2 separate regions of the Sus scrofa genome follow, and region 2 is linked to region 1. The links are chromatin contacts, called in public Hi-C maps. All regions are on one chromosome and are shown on one strand. Each heading gives the region's core, a stretch centred on a gene start, on an enhancer-like site or on the middle of the called end of the contact. The rest is flanking DNA. Distances are from core to core; before and after follow the strand shown.

Region 1 (7,764 bases), core at 3,766-6,265:
TGGGATGTTTTCTGGAGATCAGCAGGGTACATGCCAAGAATTTTCGGTTATTTCACCAAGAAAAGGGCTTATTTTGTTGTTTGTTTTTTTATCCATCATGTCCAGAAACCTCAACATGTCAGAGTCTCAAAATTGAACACACCCAGGGAGTCAGGCCCATGCTATGCTAACTAAATTCAAAAGGAACACATGTATAACTACAAGGACTTTGTGTGGACAAAAACAACCAAACTGTCACAATGAGCACCAGGCTCCTGTGGTTGTAACCAGCACATTCTTTCCCTAGAGGCAAAACAAATGGGAAGTCAAATTATGAGCAGAGGGTACGTAGGGAATGAAAACGAGGAGATATATATTCTCAAGGAATATTTTGTCTGAGACATAAGCATCCTGATAAAGCTGCTGTTAATTTTATCAATCGTGAAACAACTCTCGAGTTGTCCATGTATATATATGTATGTATGTCATTGTATATATGGATACATACATCTTCTTCCAGGTTCAAACTGTCTCTCAGAGTCTTGTTACCAGTCTCCATCTCTTTGGCATTCTTGTTTTTCTCTGATACAAACAGGCTGCTTCCCAAGTTCATACTTTGTTCCACTATAGTAAGACTGTAAGAGAAGCAAAAGTTAATAATGTATGAAAGTTTTTATTAATGATATGGCCACTTACAAATTAGTCCACTTATTAAAAAAGGAGATCTTTTAACACCACACTCCTCTTCCCCCCAACCCCCTCTACAAACAGTGCAAATACAGTCAGTTCTGTTGCAAAGTGAAATTGCAAATCTTACAAAAGGTGTAAGGTGAAAGAAAGTGAGGTTGGTAAAACTGGCACAGGAGGATCTATAGAATTAAATAAACGAATGGAGGCAAAATCAGCTGGGATGATGACTGTGTTGATGCTTCAGAAGAGAATAGTTTGAATATCAGAGAATTAATTGAGAGCCTTGGGAAAACTAAAGAAGCCCTCAAATATTTTTACAAAGATAACCATCTTTTTTTGATTATTCTCTAAAAGTCAAATATGAAATAAAGCATGTTGTAAGGTGCTTCACATTGTGGAGAAAAAATTAAGCCCACAAAAATCATCTTGATTTATTATTTATTCACCCTATAATTAGCCCATAGTTGTACTTATAAATTTTATTCACTATAGGATAGAATAAAGGTATTTTAATAATGTTGAGTTTTATTTTCAAAAAAGTCCCTTTTTTCACTAATTGCGCTGAGATTTGGTCTTTGTTTTAAGTAGATTTACTTTAAGGAGGCATTTCCAGTACTAATCACACTAGGATAATAAGGACTTCCTATACTAATGACAAAGAACTTTTCTAGTAGTAATAGTCTGATGTCTTGATTGTTTCTTTTTACATGTTAAATTTTCACTATTTTGTTCACAAAATATCCTCATTTCTCACTTCTCGGAGGGTCACTTATTGACAGAACAATGGGCAAAGTATGTGCCTATTCTGAACTTTGGTATCTTCGTCTGCAAAAATGAGCAATAATAGCTCTATTGCAAGACTGTGGTGAAGATCAGATGTGAACATGTATAAAATGCCAGGTACAGAGAAAGTATTCAATCCGTGGTAGTTGTAACGGTGCTATTTATTTTTGGTTTGACTGCCAAAGTCCCCTGTGGTCTTAATTTGTTGATTATTTTGTATGTTTGGATTCTTTACATGTGCCTTGCAAGGTGAACCTGGGGTCTCTAGGCTATTAAAGGTAGCTAAATATGACTAATACTGAAAATGTGCCTTAAGGGGCGCCTTGTTACATAAATCTCTTTGATGAATTTTAATCTATAAAGCTTTGGAAAAAGCCATAATGAGGTTTTTAGGATTTACATGGTAAAATTTTAGTTCTTCAGTAAGTTGGTTAGCTGATATTTACATGGGAAAAACCCCAATGGAAGCCTTACTTCTTCACATCCAAGCAATTTTTATAAACAAATCTTGACTTAAAACCAAGAAAGCAAGTCTTCACCTTGCAGAGAGCCCTATGCAGAGCACAATTGTGGAAGTCAGATGCTCTAGGGTTTAAACCCCTGTTTGACTGCTTCCTGGTTGTGTGACTTTGACGAGCTTAATATTTCCAAGCCTGGGTATCTTCATCTGTAAAGCTGGGGACAATTTGTTGGGGTTGTCATGAGGACAAAATAAGACATTGCGTACAAAATGTTTATGTTATGTGCCCACACAGTTTGGCACATTGTGCTTAATAAATTATATCTATTATTTATGAGATTTTCAAATTCATAAGTTAACAGGTATATAAATATACTGTTCAAAATGTTAATAGTGTAACACAAAAACAAAAAAATAAGTTAACTTGAATCTCAAACATCAAATTATATTCTTTTGTCTTGCTTTGCTTTTGCCTCGAGTTTCCTACATTGAAGTTTCTTTCCTTCCGCTATTACTCACAAGCATGACTCCTGCCCCAGTACTTCTCAATGGCCTCCTCCCTGTCCTCACACACAATCAGAATAGCGTGTCGAGGGGGAGAAGGGGAAACTATTCCAAATTGGCAAGACATTTCTATCTCCTTCTTCTAAGACTGGTACATCACCCCCATGGGTTTGATTAGTTTAGATATTAATTTACTTAAAGCCAGGAGATTGTGGTGGCTAACATTTAGAACTTAGCTAATAGTACCAAATACTATGCTAGGTGAGTTACAAACATTATTTTATAACATTTTGATTGTTCATAATAACCAGGCAAGGCAGATACCACTATTCCTGTTTCTGAGATGCACAGCCCAGAGGGTTTGAGCCAGTAATTTTCTTAAAGTCTCATGGCTAGGAAGTGGCAGTAGGGATGACCATAAGGAGCAAGTTAACACATTCATTGGGATGTGATGGCTCTAAGTGCTTTTCTACCTCTGGGAAAGGCCCAGGCAGTCTTCTCATATACTGGCAGTTATATGTGTGCTATCGTAATACCACCTTATTCATGTAGGACTTTTAACCTTTTTATACCATTTATCCCCTGGCACCATGAATATGTATGTATAATACTAAATGCACCAAGATCTGTGTAGTCCATGCACATACATTTACAGTAAATTCACAATTATACAGGTAGATCTGACCAACAGAATCCCAGACATCAGAAAGTAAATAAACTAGATTGTCCTCAACTCAATAATTCCTGTTTAATTTCCCCTGACAAATACTGAATTTCAAATGGTGTTTGTTCTATAAAACAGAATCTTTCAAATATTGAGATATGGAGTTCCACATAGTAAGAAGGCGAGACAGCTGAGAAGGGTGATTAAGGTGGATATGTTTCTTCCACTGCAGGGTGAATTAAGTTTCTCATCTCTGAAGAAATACCAAATTCTGCAATCATTCCAGAAGTGGAAGTTCAGCTCTCAGTGCATTTTGGGGAAGCTTGAACGACTAACCACTTAAGGTCAAGCAAACAACTGTTCAACCCCAACAACGTGCGTAGTGCAAGGGTTTCACCTAAGAGACAACAGGGTCTCTATAGATAAAACTCTATATGATAGCTTCAGAAAGTAATTCGGTTCCTCTCCTCTCACCACCGCACTTTGGGCAGGTAGACATCCTCTCTCCAAGCCACATGGGGAGCCTTGCCTTTAACACCAGAGCAAGTTGCCAGCTCCAGCCTGCACCCCACGTCCACCCAGCTTCCCTCTATTGTCTTTAACACACTCCAGTAAAGTGTCCCCTTCCAGTCAGCGCTAACTGGGGGTCTGACCCCGGCTGCATTCCCCCTTCACGGGGTCAGAAGGCAGGACAGGCTGGGGGGCGGGGGGCGCACCGCGGCGCCAAGGGGCGTGGGGGGCGGGGACTGCGTGCGGGCGCGGGGCGGGCACAGGCTGCTCTCTGCGCTCCGCTCCCCTTTGTTCTGCTCCATTGTGAGCGGCACTTTCTCCTCTGGCGCTTCTTCTCTGCACCCTGGCAGCCTGTGGGGAATTCGTGAAGGGGCTTTTGGTGACTTTTTCTTTCCCGCCCCCCACGCCGGTTTATCTTTTAGGAAGTGAGGAAGTCCTTTGCGCTGCCCCTCCCTCGCGGTTCCCCGCCCCCGGGCCTAGGAGGTAGGTGGAGTGGGAAGTGGCCGGCCCTCCTCCCCACGCTGGCTTCTCAGTCCCCCGCCCCGCTCCTCCTCCAGGAGGCATCTTAACCCAGCGTTCTGGACTTTCACCTCCTGACCGGCCGCGTCCACGCCAGAACGGCAACATGCGACCCTTTCCCTTCTCAGGGGAACCGGCTCCGAACGCCCTGGCTCCGCTAGGCACCAAAGCGAGGGTCGGAGGCCGGCGTGCAGCCCGATCCCGGCCGCCTCGGCGTCCCCGGAGCCAGCGCAAGTGTCGCCGCGACCCTCCCCGTCCCTCGCGCTCGTGTTACCCGGCAGCCCGGCGGCAGCCTCAGCCCCCTTATATAGCCCTCTAAAAATAGCTCGCCTCGCACCGCCTTGTAAGGCAGCAGGGAGATCCGCAGCGCGCCAATCCAAGCCCGTCGCCAGGACCAAGCCCCGCCCCAGGCCTCGCTTCGTGCTCCCCATTGGTCTTCAGTGACTTCATGAGCCCCCTGTTTACCTTACATGGTCACACGCGGCCTAATGGACGCCCTCCTCCGAGATCCCACGGCTGCGCGGAGAGCCGGGCGGAGGGAGGGAGTTTGGGGAGGGGGAAGAGCAGGAGGAGGAGAAAAGGAGGGGGGGAAGACTACAAACTAGCAAGGATGGGGTGGGGGGTGGGGAGGAAGGAAAGGGGGGGAGAGAAGCGATCGCGAGAAAAAAAAAATGCAACCTCCCAAAATAAAGAGCAAAGATTGCATTAGGAGCGAACAGCGCTGCAGAAATAGATGGCAGCTTCGTGTCAGTGAGTTTGCATCCCCCTTCCTGATCCACGAGCTGGAGTGATTAGAGCCCTGGAAGGGAATTGTTACTCCCGTGGAGAAGTCCCCTTTTCCTGGCAGCCGTCTGCACTGTACACGCTGGATGCCTCTTTCCATCCGCCCCACTCAGTCTCTCCTTTCTCACCTCCTCTCTCCCTCTCTCCTGCATTGATTTTTTTTTTTTTTCCTTTTTAGTTGACTGAAACAAAACAAAACAAAAGGGCCACTGGATGTCTGCCTTCTTGGGGGGTGAGCCAGACAGACTGACAAACAAACAGACCCAACTGTGTTCGGGGGAGGGTTTCTCCTCCCGTTTTGCCCGGCAGCAGCAGCATGGACGTGTTGGCTAGTTATAGTATATTCCAGGAGCTACAACTTGTCCACGACACCGGCTACTTCTCAGCTTTGCCATCCCTGGAGGAGACCTGGCAGCAGGTGAATGATTTAAATTACTTGTGTAAATCGTGTGGCGGCGGCGGAGGCGCAGGGGCTGCGTTGGTGTGGGCTTGGGGTTGAATTTTGTGTTGTTGTTGTTTATTTTTTTCCCCCTTTTTGGCTGTTTGTTATTTAAAATGTTTTCGGAAACAGTCATCTGCTTACCTCTCCACCCACCCCCTAACCCCTTAGTGTGCCGAGCTGAGCAGCCGGTCTGAGCTGCCTGCGTTTCAGTCGCCAACACGCATCCTTGCGCACACGTTGTCGAGCTCAGTGTCCCCCAGCAGAGACCTCCCTAACTTCTGGGGTTCGGAGGAGAGGGTTGGGAAGGTGGTTTGGGTTACAAGTCGTCGGTGACAGGTACCGCTTCCCTATATGCAGGAGCTCTACCTACTTGAATCTTGAACCTTAAATCAGGTTCATCTCTTTCAACTGTGCTAACGACCGTCAGGTGGAGGGGAGGCGGTAGGAGCAAAGCGGAGTGTTTTCCCAGTAATTAGGGAGTATCTGTAAAGAATAGAAACTTGATTTTGAGATTAGAAGGTGGGCAGAAAGAAGAGGAGCCCAGTGATAAGAGATACTTGAGGATATTTCCGAGGAGGACTGGAAGATGTTATCTGTCTAATGCTGAACGTGCATTGTAGGTCTTTCCAGTGCAACGTCTTCAGAAAGAGAACACCTTCTCTATGTGTGTCCTTGCTTCTCTTTTTTTGGAGGGGTCCCTCTCCACTTGGCACAACCTCTGACAAAGGGTGATGTGTACTTCCATGCCTCTGACTTTGTCTTAGAGGACTAGTTAAGAAACTCCTAAGATGCTGAAGGGCACTGATGCCAAGTTGGCTGGGTGTCCCAGTAAGGGGGAAGTGGGGCTGGTGACAAGTTCCCTGGGCTTTGTGAAGTGGAATAAAGAAAGTGCTGGTCAGTGGAAAGTGCTAGATCTGCTGCGGAAATGGTGGTTTTCTCAGTAAGGATTAGGAGCTGCTGAGGGGACATTAAATGCAGGAAAGATGGTGGATGGGGGAGTGGAGGAACACGAGTAGTCTTTCAAAATTCTGCAGTGTGCATCATGGAAAGTCCAAGAAGACGGTTTGAATTTGCACATTGGAAGTGCGAACCTGCATGGTCCGCCTTGGAAAAACGTGCTTGCCCTTGAGGAGGGGCTGCAAGAAGCTTGGTGTGTGGCTGCTCGTGTAACTTCTCCGCTCCGTGACAGCAGCTTGTTAAGGCTAATGAACGGCTGAATTTCCTCTGCCAGTATCCAAAGCGGGATTTGCCAGCTTGAGCCTAGGATGTAACAGTAGCTGCTTTAGGGAGAGAGGTTTGGCTTTTGGTGTAAGGAGCCAATCCTCTCTCTGTACCATTGTTACTAGTTGCTATTCTCCCTTCTGATCTGAGGCTATGAGTTTCTCCAGGTACTGGCCTCCGGTGTCTCTGCGTCCACACATGCATTCCTGCCCAAGGATGCTGGCTGATGGATTTGACCATCTCCCTCTAAATGCACACACAGCTCAAGCGTTTTTAACATAAGGCATTTCTTCAGTGTATCCTTTCCCTCATCCTTAAGGAGACTATCTCACCAAGGGTCTCACTAGAGCTTTTTCGTTCTTTTATTTCACATGCTAATTAAACCAAAAGGTGGCCAGAATTTCATTTTCTGAAATAGTCTTCATTTCACACTGTCAGCCCACTGGTGTCGAATCCGTTTCCTATTAACAACTGTCTAGACAGGTTAGGGAAGAGAATCTGTTGATTTAGTCAGCCTGCCCAAGGCAGCCCTTGTTTGTGACCAACTGTTAAGCAGTGTTGGAGGGAAGAAAGTTGGCTTTATTTGTTACAACGTTCCCTCCTGATGAATCACCCAACTTTGTTTTGGTTCAAGTTTTCACAGTAGTAAAGCCTGCTTTGGGGAAGGCCTCTCCAGACAAAACCTGCTTTTCTAGATCTGGTTAGACCATCCATGAGAAAGTCTAGATCTGTAAAGAAGCATCACTCTTTTGCTAATTAGAGGATGTATTAGATCTATTGTTTCCTCAGAAGCCTTCTCTGCTTTTCTCTTCCTCCCCTCTTCATCTCACCCCCTTCAAGGAACCTTTAGCTTAGTTTCTGTCTGTAGGCAAAGGACTTTTCACTCTCCCTGCACTTCCCTCCTTCTTTCTTGCCTGAATCCTTTCCAACTGCCAGCTACCCTCACCTTAAAACCCTTTGCCAAGCTCTTTCAGAGGCAGGCCCCTGTTTCCTGCTGAAACAGAACTTGTGAGGACACAGCCCTAAATGAGATATCACTCCAAGGAACCTTCTTCTCTGGACTCTGTAGTCACAAATGCTTTCTGTAAAGGTGACTAGGGCTTTTAAGTTCATGTCGATGACATAACCTCCAACCTCTATCTCTTCCTTCCTCCCTCTCCCTGCCCCCTTCCCTCTTCTGAGTAAAGGAGAGGAGTGTGGTTATATGCA
Region 2 (7,764 bases), core at 2,891-5,390, 540 kb before region 1:
TGTGGAGAAAAGGGAATCCTCCTAAGCTGCTGGTGGGAATGTAAAGTGGTACAACCACTATGGAAAACAGTATAGAGGTACCTCAAAAACCTAAACATAGAACTACCATATGATCCAGCAATCCCACTTCTGGGCATATATCTGGACAAATCTTTCATTGAAAAAATACAGAAGTTCCCGTCGTGGCTCAGTGGTTAATGAATCCGACTAGGAACCATGAGGTTGTGGTTTCGATCCCTGGGCTTGATCTGGCGTTGCTGTGAGCTGTGGTGTAGGTCACAGCCATGGCTCAGATCCTGTGTTGCTGTGGCTCTGGTGTAGGCCTGTGGCTACAGCTCCAATTAGACCCCTAGCCTGGGAACCTCCATATGCTGCAGGAGCAGCCCAAGAAAGGGCAAAAAGAAGAAAGAAAGAAAGAAAGAAAGAAAGAAAGAAAGAAAGAAAGAAAGAAAGAAAGAAAGAAAGAAAGAAAGAGAGAAAGAAAGAGAGAAAGCAAGCAAGCAAGCAAGAAAGGAAGAAAGCAAGAAAGCAAGAAAGCAAGAAAAGAAGGAAGGAAGGAAGGAAAGAAAGAAGGAAGGAAAGAAAGAAAGAAAGAAGGAAAGAAGGAAAGAAGGAAGGAAGGAAGGCAGGAAAGAAAGAAAGAAAGAAAGAAAAAGATACATGCACCCCTGTGTTCACTGCAGCACTATTCACAATAGCCAGGACATGGACCTGAAAAAACCTAAATGTCTGTCGACAGATAAATGGATTAAGATGTGGTGTATCTGCACAATGGAATATGACTCAGCCATAAAAAAGAACAAAATAATGCCATTTGCAGCAACGTGTATGGAACTAGAGACTCTCAGACTAAGTGAAGTTAAGTCAGAAAGAGAAAGACAAATACCATACGATATTACTTATATCTGGAATCTAATATATGGCACAAATGAACCTATCTCCAGAAAAGAAACAAACTCTTAGCCATGGAGAACTGACTTGTGGTTCCCAAGGGGGAGGAGGAGGGAGTGGGATGGACTGTAATTTGGGGTTAGTAGATGCAAACTATTGCATTTGGAGTGGGTAAGCAAGGAAGTCCTGCTGTATAGCACAGATAACTATAATCACTTGTGATGGAATGTGATGGAGGATAATGTGAGAAAAAGAACGTATGTATACGTATAACTGAGTCACTTTGCCGTACAGCAGAAATTGACAGCATTGTAAATCAACTATAATAAAAAAAAATTTTTTAATGTGTCTTTAAAAATAATTCAGTGTTTTCCAGTTTGTTAAACAATAAGTATGACTCAGGAGAAAATTTTGATTTCCATCCTTTCCATGGACTAAATGTGTAACTTCAAGCAAGTCATTATGGTGCCAGTTCCATCTGATTGTTGTGAGGAGTAAATGAGCTAACTCAAATGAATTATTTAGCACCCCGCCTAATACATGTTCAACAGCATATTTTAAACTGCCTTTAAAGTGAAGTAATAGATGTAAAAAAGCAAAAGTCCAAGTGATACAAAAAGCTATACAATGCAAAATAAATTTCTTTTGGCAACATCTTCCCTCTGTTATTACTCCTATTATTAGAGATGTCCAAGCAAAAATAACACTTCCCTGTTGATTATAAAGAGAGAGGTTTTTCAGACGAGGAGATAACATCCTTTGAGTCAGAACCAAGTGAAATAACACAAGTATTCTGGCTAAATGCCAGCATGAGTGATTAACATTCTCCAACTTCAAATAATTTTTATTATTAGCCAACACTTGTCCATCCCCAATAATACACACGTTGCATAAAGACCACAGAATGAGGCAGCCTCTCTTGGCATGTTCACAATCTGTGCATACTTTCCACTGAGGGTTTCCCTTTCTTTTTGATTGCTATTCCATAGCTTTTCAACTCCCACTACTTTCAACTCTGGGTTGTTTGCTGACACTAAGTGCCAAGTAGTTCCAAAAAACAAACAAACAAACAAAAATATGGGAGCACCTGTAGAATTTCAGGAAATGAAAGAGGTAAGGTACATTCTAAACATGTTTATTAAGAGTTTTGTTGTTTGTGAAGCAACTGATATTTCTTTCTTTTAACTCTGAGGCTGGGATTGATACACATATTCTGCATTATTTTTCACAAAGCAGGAGAGAGGGGACCATTCTGAAACAGTCTCTCAGTCTGTGTAGATGGGACCAGGACACAAGAACGACAATCGGCGCGGTCTATCTCAACCCTTTTTTAGTCCAGTCCTGAGTCCTTCAAGAACTCAGGCCCTCTGGCCTTTTTTCCGCCTTCTTCCCAGTCGAAGGAAGGGGTGGGGGAGCGGGAAACAATTCAAACTCTCTTTGTAAGCGTGTGAATGAATTTCAAGAATGCTAAACACCTCAGTCTTCCAACCTAATTAGAACATGTAGAAAAGAGGCATTTTTAGGACATTAAAAACTTGCAGCATAATAACCCATCTGAAGAGCGCCACTGTGCGTCCCAGCGGTCGGGGCGCCCAGCAGGTCTTCCCGCGGGCTCTGGCTGTTCTGTGAGCCCCGGATCCCCGGCGGCGCGCTAGTGCGTGGCTAAGCAGCGGGCAGCCCCGGGGGGGCCGGCGCCTAGCCCATCACAGAGCCTGGAGCCAGTGTTGCTTCTCTCTGCGGGCGACTTGGGAACTGCCTGGACTTTTTAACCCGATAAACTGATAAAGGACTAACCTGTCTCGAGTCTTCCTAAGAGAAAGAAAATCACTTTCCTGTCGCAACAGTAAGATTTTGTTACGAAATGCAAAAGTAAAGGTTAAAGCCTGGGAGCTAACCAGTAGCATAATGGCGGGGGTGGGGTGGGGGGAGAGTGGTGGCTGTTAAAACTGTGGATGCAGCAGCCCAAATATCTCGGTTCAAATCCCAGGTTTGCCATTTGAGCGCCTACTCTATGCCAGGCGCTCAGAATACCGAGCTTCCCAAGATTGTCTAGGTTGTGGCTTTCCTGGGGGTTGCTATTATTAGCTTGGTTGCCTTGGTCAAGTTTCTAAACCTCTTGTTTGTTCACCTGTAAGGAGTGCCTGCCTCATAGAATTGTTGTAAGGATCTGAGACACCCTGTATTAAGATATGAACGATTAACACGCTGTCCGACACACAATAGGGGCTCAGGAAGCGTTTGTTCTCTCAACTTAAGCTCACCTGGTATGAGGACAACGCAGAGAGGAGACAGGTGCCACAGTTAAAAGTGATTCTTTGAGCAGTTCTTTTAAACAAGCGCTGGACTCTAAGGATGCTTAGCTGGAGAGAGGAGACCTGGTAGGGGCCCTGGAAGCAAGGGTTCGTAAGCTAGACCATTACAGAAAAGTGGACAAGGCACGGGTGGGCGCCACTAGAGAACTCGGGAGGGACTTCGAGCTAGGGTTTCCCGCCCCGGGTCTCAAGAAGGCGAAATTAGCATTTGCCCCGCCCCCACTGCTTCCCGGCCCGCGATTGGCCCGCACTCCTCAGCGGCCCGCTCGGGGAGGGGGCAGGAGGGCGCCCGAAGAGAGGCCGATCCCGCGGGGCAGTGGGCGGGGACGCGCGGAGAGCGTGGCGGGGCGGCCCACCAACCGAGCTCCAGCTCAAAGGGGCGGGGTCGGGGCGGAGCCTCCTGGCGGGCATTAGAAGCAGGTGACCCGGGCGGGGCGCAAGAGGCCAGTCCAGCCTGCGGCCGCAAGTGCACTACAGCCGTCGTCGCCGCCGCGCGCCGTTGAGTACCCGCCAGAGGTGGGCGAAAGGGTGCTAGAGCGCGGAGGAGGAGCCGAGTCCCGCACGTCCCGGGAGCGCCGCCACCGCCCCCAGGAATCAGCTGGAGCGCGGAGCCCCCTGCAGGGGAGGAGGCGAGCGGCGGGCGGGACGCGGCGGCGGGCGCGCACCATGCAGTCCTGGCGGAGCCAACACCAGCTGCTGGCGGTACTGTGAGGCCGCGGAAGCCCCCGGTCGCCGCACACCGCCTTCCTTTTGCCCAGGTGCTGCCAGGCGCGCTCGCCCTTGGTGGACCCTGGTGGAAGGCACGGCCGACCCCAGCCCTGTCCCGCTCGGATCATGCAGGGGGCCCCGGAGAAGGAGAGGGCGAGTGACCGGTCTGTGGCGACCTCGTTCAGCGGGCGACCGCCTCTCTAAGACACCCCCACCTGCTGCCATGTGCTGCCTCGGGTACCCAGCTTATCGCCAAACTTTCTCGATGCCAGCTCGGTTCAAAGTCGCGTTTCTGAGCTAAGAGCCCCAGGGACGGAGGATTCAGGCTGGCGACTGACTATCTGCTTCTCACGGGATCCTTCGAGGTGAGAGTACGCGCCTTCTCCTCCTCCCAGTTGTTTTCCCTGCCCTTCTGCCCTTTTCCAGAGGGCTGAGCGCTCTGACCTCGGGGTACAGCGTGGAAGGCCGGGCGGAAAGGGAGGCGGGATGAGAGGCGGGGAGTCTGTAGTTTGGTTTCTGGAGGTGGAGGGAAGGGAAGGGAAAGAGGTTAACTTAGAGATCTGGAGACTGCTCGCGAGGACTAAGCCATTGACGCCCCTCTCCTTGGCAGTGGCAGCAATCTTTCTTCTCCCCCACCTTCTTTTTTAAAGAGTACTTTCCCTGGAATCGGAGCCTTAACTGTCCCTCCTCAGCCCTATCCAGCGAAGAGCTGAGCTCTCCCTGCGGAGGCAGCGCCCTCCCGGAACAGTTTATCTTTGGACGGATTTCTTTAAAAGAAAGAGAAACCAACAGGTTGCCAGCCCCGGCGCCACACAAGTCTGCAGAGAGGGAAGCACGGTCCTGGTTTCCCCTGCCTGAGCTGGCCCCGCTTGGGCTGCGGGAGGAGAGGGGAGGGAGGGGGCTATGGCTCGGCCTGACCCGTCCGCGCCGCCTTCGCTGCTGCTGCTGCTCTTGGCGCAGCTGGCGGGCCGGGCGACGGCCGCTTCCAAGGCGCCGGTGTGCCAGGAAATCACAGTGCCTATGTGCCGCGGCATCGGCTACAACCTGACGCACATGCCCAACCAGTTCAACCACGACACGCAGGACGAGGCGGGCCTCGAGGTGCACCAGTTCTGGCCGTTGGTGGAGATCCACTGCTCGCCGGACCTGCGCTTCTTCCTGTGCTCCATGTACACGCCCATCTGCCTGCCCGACTACCACAAGCCGCTGCCGCCGTGCCGCTCGGTGTGCGAGCGCGCCAAGGCCGGCTGCTCGCCGCTCATGCGCCAGTACGGCTTTGCCTGGCCGGAACGCATGAGCTGCGACCGCCTCCCGGTGCTGGGCCGCGACGCCGAGGTCCTGTGCATGGATTACAACCGCAGCGAGGCCACCACGGCGCCCCCCAGGCCCTTCCCGGCCAAGCCCACCCTCTCAGGCCCTCCGGGGGCGCCGGCCTCAGGGAGCGACTGCGTCGCCGGGGGCCCGTCGGTGTGCAAGTGCCGCGAGCCCTTCGTGCCCATTCTGAAGGAGTCGCACCCCCTTTACAACAAAGTGCGGACGGGCCAGGTACCCAACTGCGCGGTACCCTGCTACCAGCCGTCCTTTAGCCCGGACGAGCGCACGTTCGCCACCTTCTGGATCGGCCTGTGGTCTGTGCTGTGCTTCATCTCCACTTCCACCACGGTGGCCACCTTCTTAATAGACATGGAACGCTTCCGCTACCCTGAGCGCCCCATCATCTTTCTGTCAGCCTGCTACCTGTGCGTGTCGCTGGGCTTCCTGGTGCGCCTAGTCGTGGGCCATGCCAGCGTCGCCTGCAGCCGTGAGCACAGCCACATCCACTACGAGACAACGGGCCCTGCGCTGTGCACTGTCGTCTTCCTGCTAGTCTACTTCTTCGGCATGGCCAGCTCCATCTGGTGGGTCATCCTGTCGCTCACCTGGTTCTTGGCAGCTGGCATGAAGTGGGGCAATGAGGCCATCGCGGGCTATGCACAGTACTTCCACCTGGCTGCTTGGCTCATCCCCAGTGTCAAGTCCATCACTGCGCTGGCCCTGAGCTCGGTGGATGGGGACCCGGTGGCCGGTATCTGCTACGTGGGGAACCAGAACCTGAACTCGCTGCGTGGCTTCGTGCTGGGCCCGCTGGTGCTCTACCTGCTGGTGGGCACGCTCTTCCTCCTGGCAGGCTTCGTGTCGCTCTTCCGCATCCGCAGCGTCATCAAGCAGGGCGGCACCAAGACGGACAAGCTGGAAAAGCTCATGATCCGCATCGGCATCTTCACGCTGCTCTACACGGTGCCTGCCAGCATCGTGGTGGCCTGCTACCTGTACGAACAGCACTATCGCGAGAGTTGGGAGGCTGCGCTCACCTGCGCGTGCCCAGGCCCCGACGCCGGGCAGCCACGTGCCAAGCCTGAGTACTGGGTGCTCATGCTCAAATACTTCATGTGCCTGGTGGTGGGCATCACGTCAGGCGTCTGGATTTGGTCTGGCAAGACTGTGGAGTCGTGGCGGCGCTTCACCAGCCGCTGCTGCTGCCGCCCGCGGCGGGGCCACAAGAGCGGCGGGGCCACGGCCACCGGGGACTACGCCGAGGCCAGCGCAGCGCTCACAGGCAGGACCGGGCCACCCGGCCCTGCCGCCGCCACCTATCACAAGCAGGTGTCCCTGTCTCACGTGTAGGAGGAGGCTGAGGGACCGGGACCGAGATCGAGGCCGGCCGGGAGCCGAGGGAGGGAGGTTGTTTTGTTTGGTAGCTTTGCCAAGGTCACTTCCATTTACCTTCCTGGTGCTGATGCCCCCTCCTGGGGCAACCTGGAGAGAGGGGAAAGGGGCTGTTTCAAGGGGAGTACCTGTCCCAGGGCTTCTCCAAGGGGCTCAGCTCACCTGCCTTTTCAAGGGGAACCCTATTTTTAATTTATATGTAGTTTTCTTAATTTTTAACTTTGTTGCATTTTGGCAACAAAATTTCCCTTTGCTTTGGGGGCTTTACAATCCTAAGGTTGGCATTATAATGAAGTTCCACTTGGTTCAGGTTTCTTTGAACTGTGTGGTCTAAATTGGGAAAATATATTTCCTATACTTGTGTCTTTACAAATAATGTGAACAGTGAAAGTTTGGGTTGCTGTGACTGGGAAGTTGACCCCTGTGCTTTTTACAGCTTGTTTCTCCTTCCACTACTTAAAGTGTCCAAGATGCTTTAAGGTGAGCTGCTTGTCCCAGTATTTAGTTCCTAAGTTAAGGGAAACCCCAGGTCATACCAAGGAAGGGGAGCAGAATGTGAATAGGACCTCTTGAAAGTGACAAGGTTGGGGAGTGTTTAGAGATTTGGTGTCTCTCCTAGCTTTACCAAGCTTCAGTTTGTTTTCGGTAGTACTTGTAATCATTCTCATTCTTCACGGTGCCAGCTTTGCTTGAATAAGTTAGAGGTAGCATTATATAGTGTCCTCTAACGTTTGGAATAGTGAGAAAATAAGGGGTGCCGATTGGTCGAACTTGAATTCTAGACTGTTAAGATGGCAGCTTTGTGCCAGAGGAGTGGGTGGTTCTTAATAGACTTCAGCCATCCCACTTTTTCAAAAAAAAAAAAAAAGAAAGAAATGTGTTATAATTTTGGTGAAAGTAAACCTTCCGCTGGAAGTACTTAGTGCTGAAGGGGGCTCCTTTCTACATTTAAGGACTAAAATGGATATACCTCCTGTTAATTAAGTAAATTTCCAACACTTCTCTTATCTGCTCTACCCCCATCCCACCTCCTTTATCATGTTAAACAGCCTTTTTGCTTTTCTTATTCCTCCTCTCCTGGAGAGCTGTGATTAGAAACCACACCCACCCTTGAATGAGGTGCTTGAAAGAGGGGGACGGTGGGGGG

Evidence for each region. A called contact is a pair of places that touch in the nucleus more often than the background predicts.
Region 2: a contact with region 1 is called in a Hi-C map of liver, with 5 times the contacts expected there. The contact joins the promoter of FZD5 here to the promoter of KLF7 in region 1. A contact is called at or near these places in 1 of 47 Hi-C or Micro-C datasets (liver) and 1 of 2 datasets of contacts at active chromatin or transcription factors (skeletal muscle).

The regions. Positions count from the first base shown.
Region 1 is chr15:110,376,353-110,384,116 of Sscrofa11.1, reverse strand. KLF7 (Kruppel like factor 7) reads left to right here and starts at 5,015. Exons shown (of 4, transcript NM_001097487.1): 1 at 5,015-5,310. The coding sequence starts at 5,209.
Region 2 is chr15:110,917,238-110,925,001 of Sscrofa11.1, reverse strand. FZD5 (frizzled-5) reads left to right here and starts at 4,140. Exons shown (of 2, transcript XR_002339431.1): 1 at 4,140-4,276. LOC110257173 (a long non-coding RNA gene) reads right to left here and starts at 3,531. Exons shown (of 3, transcript XR_002339433.1): 1 at 3,153-3,531.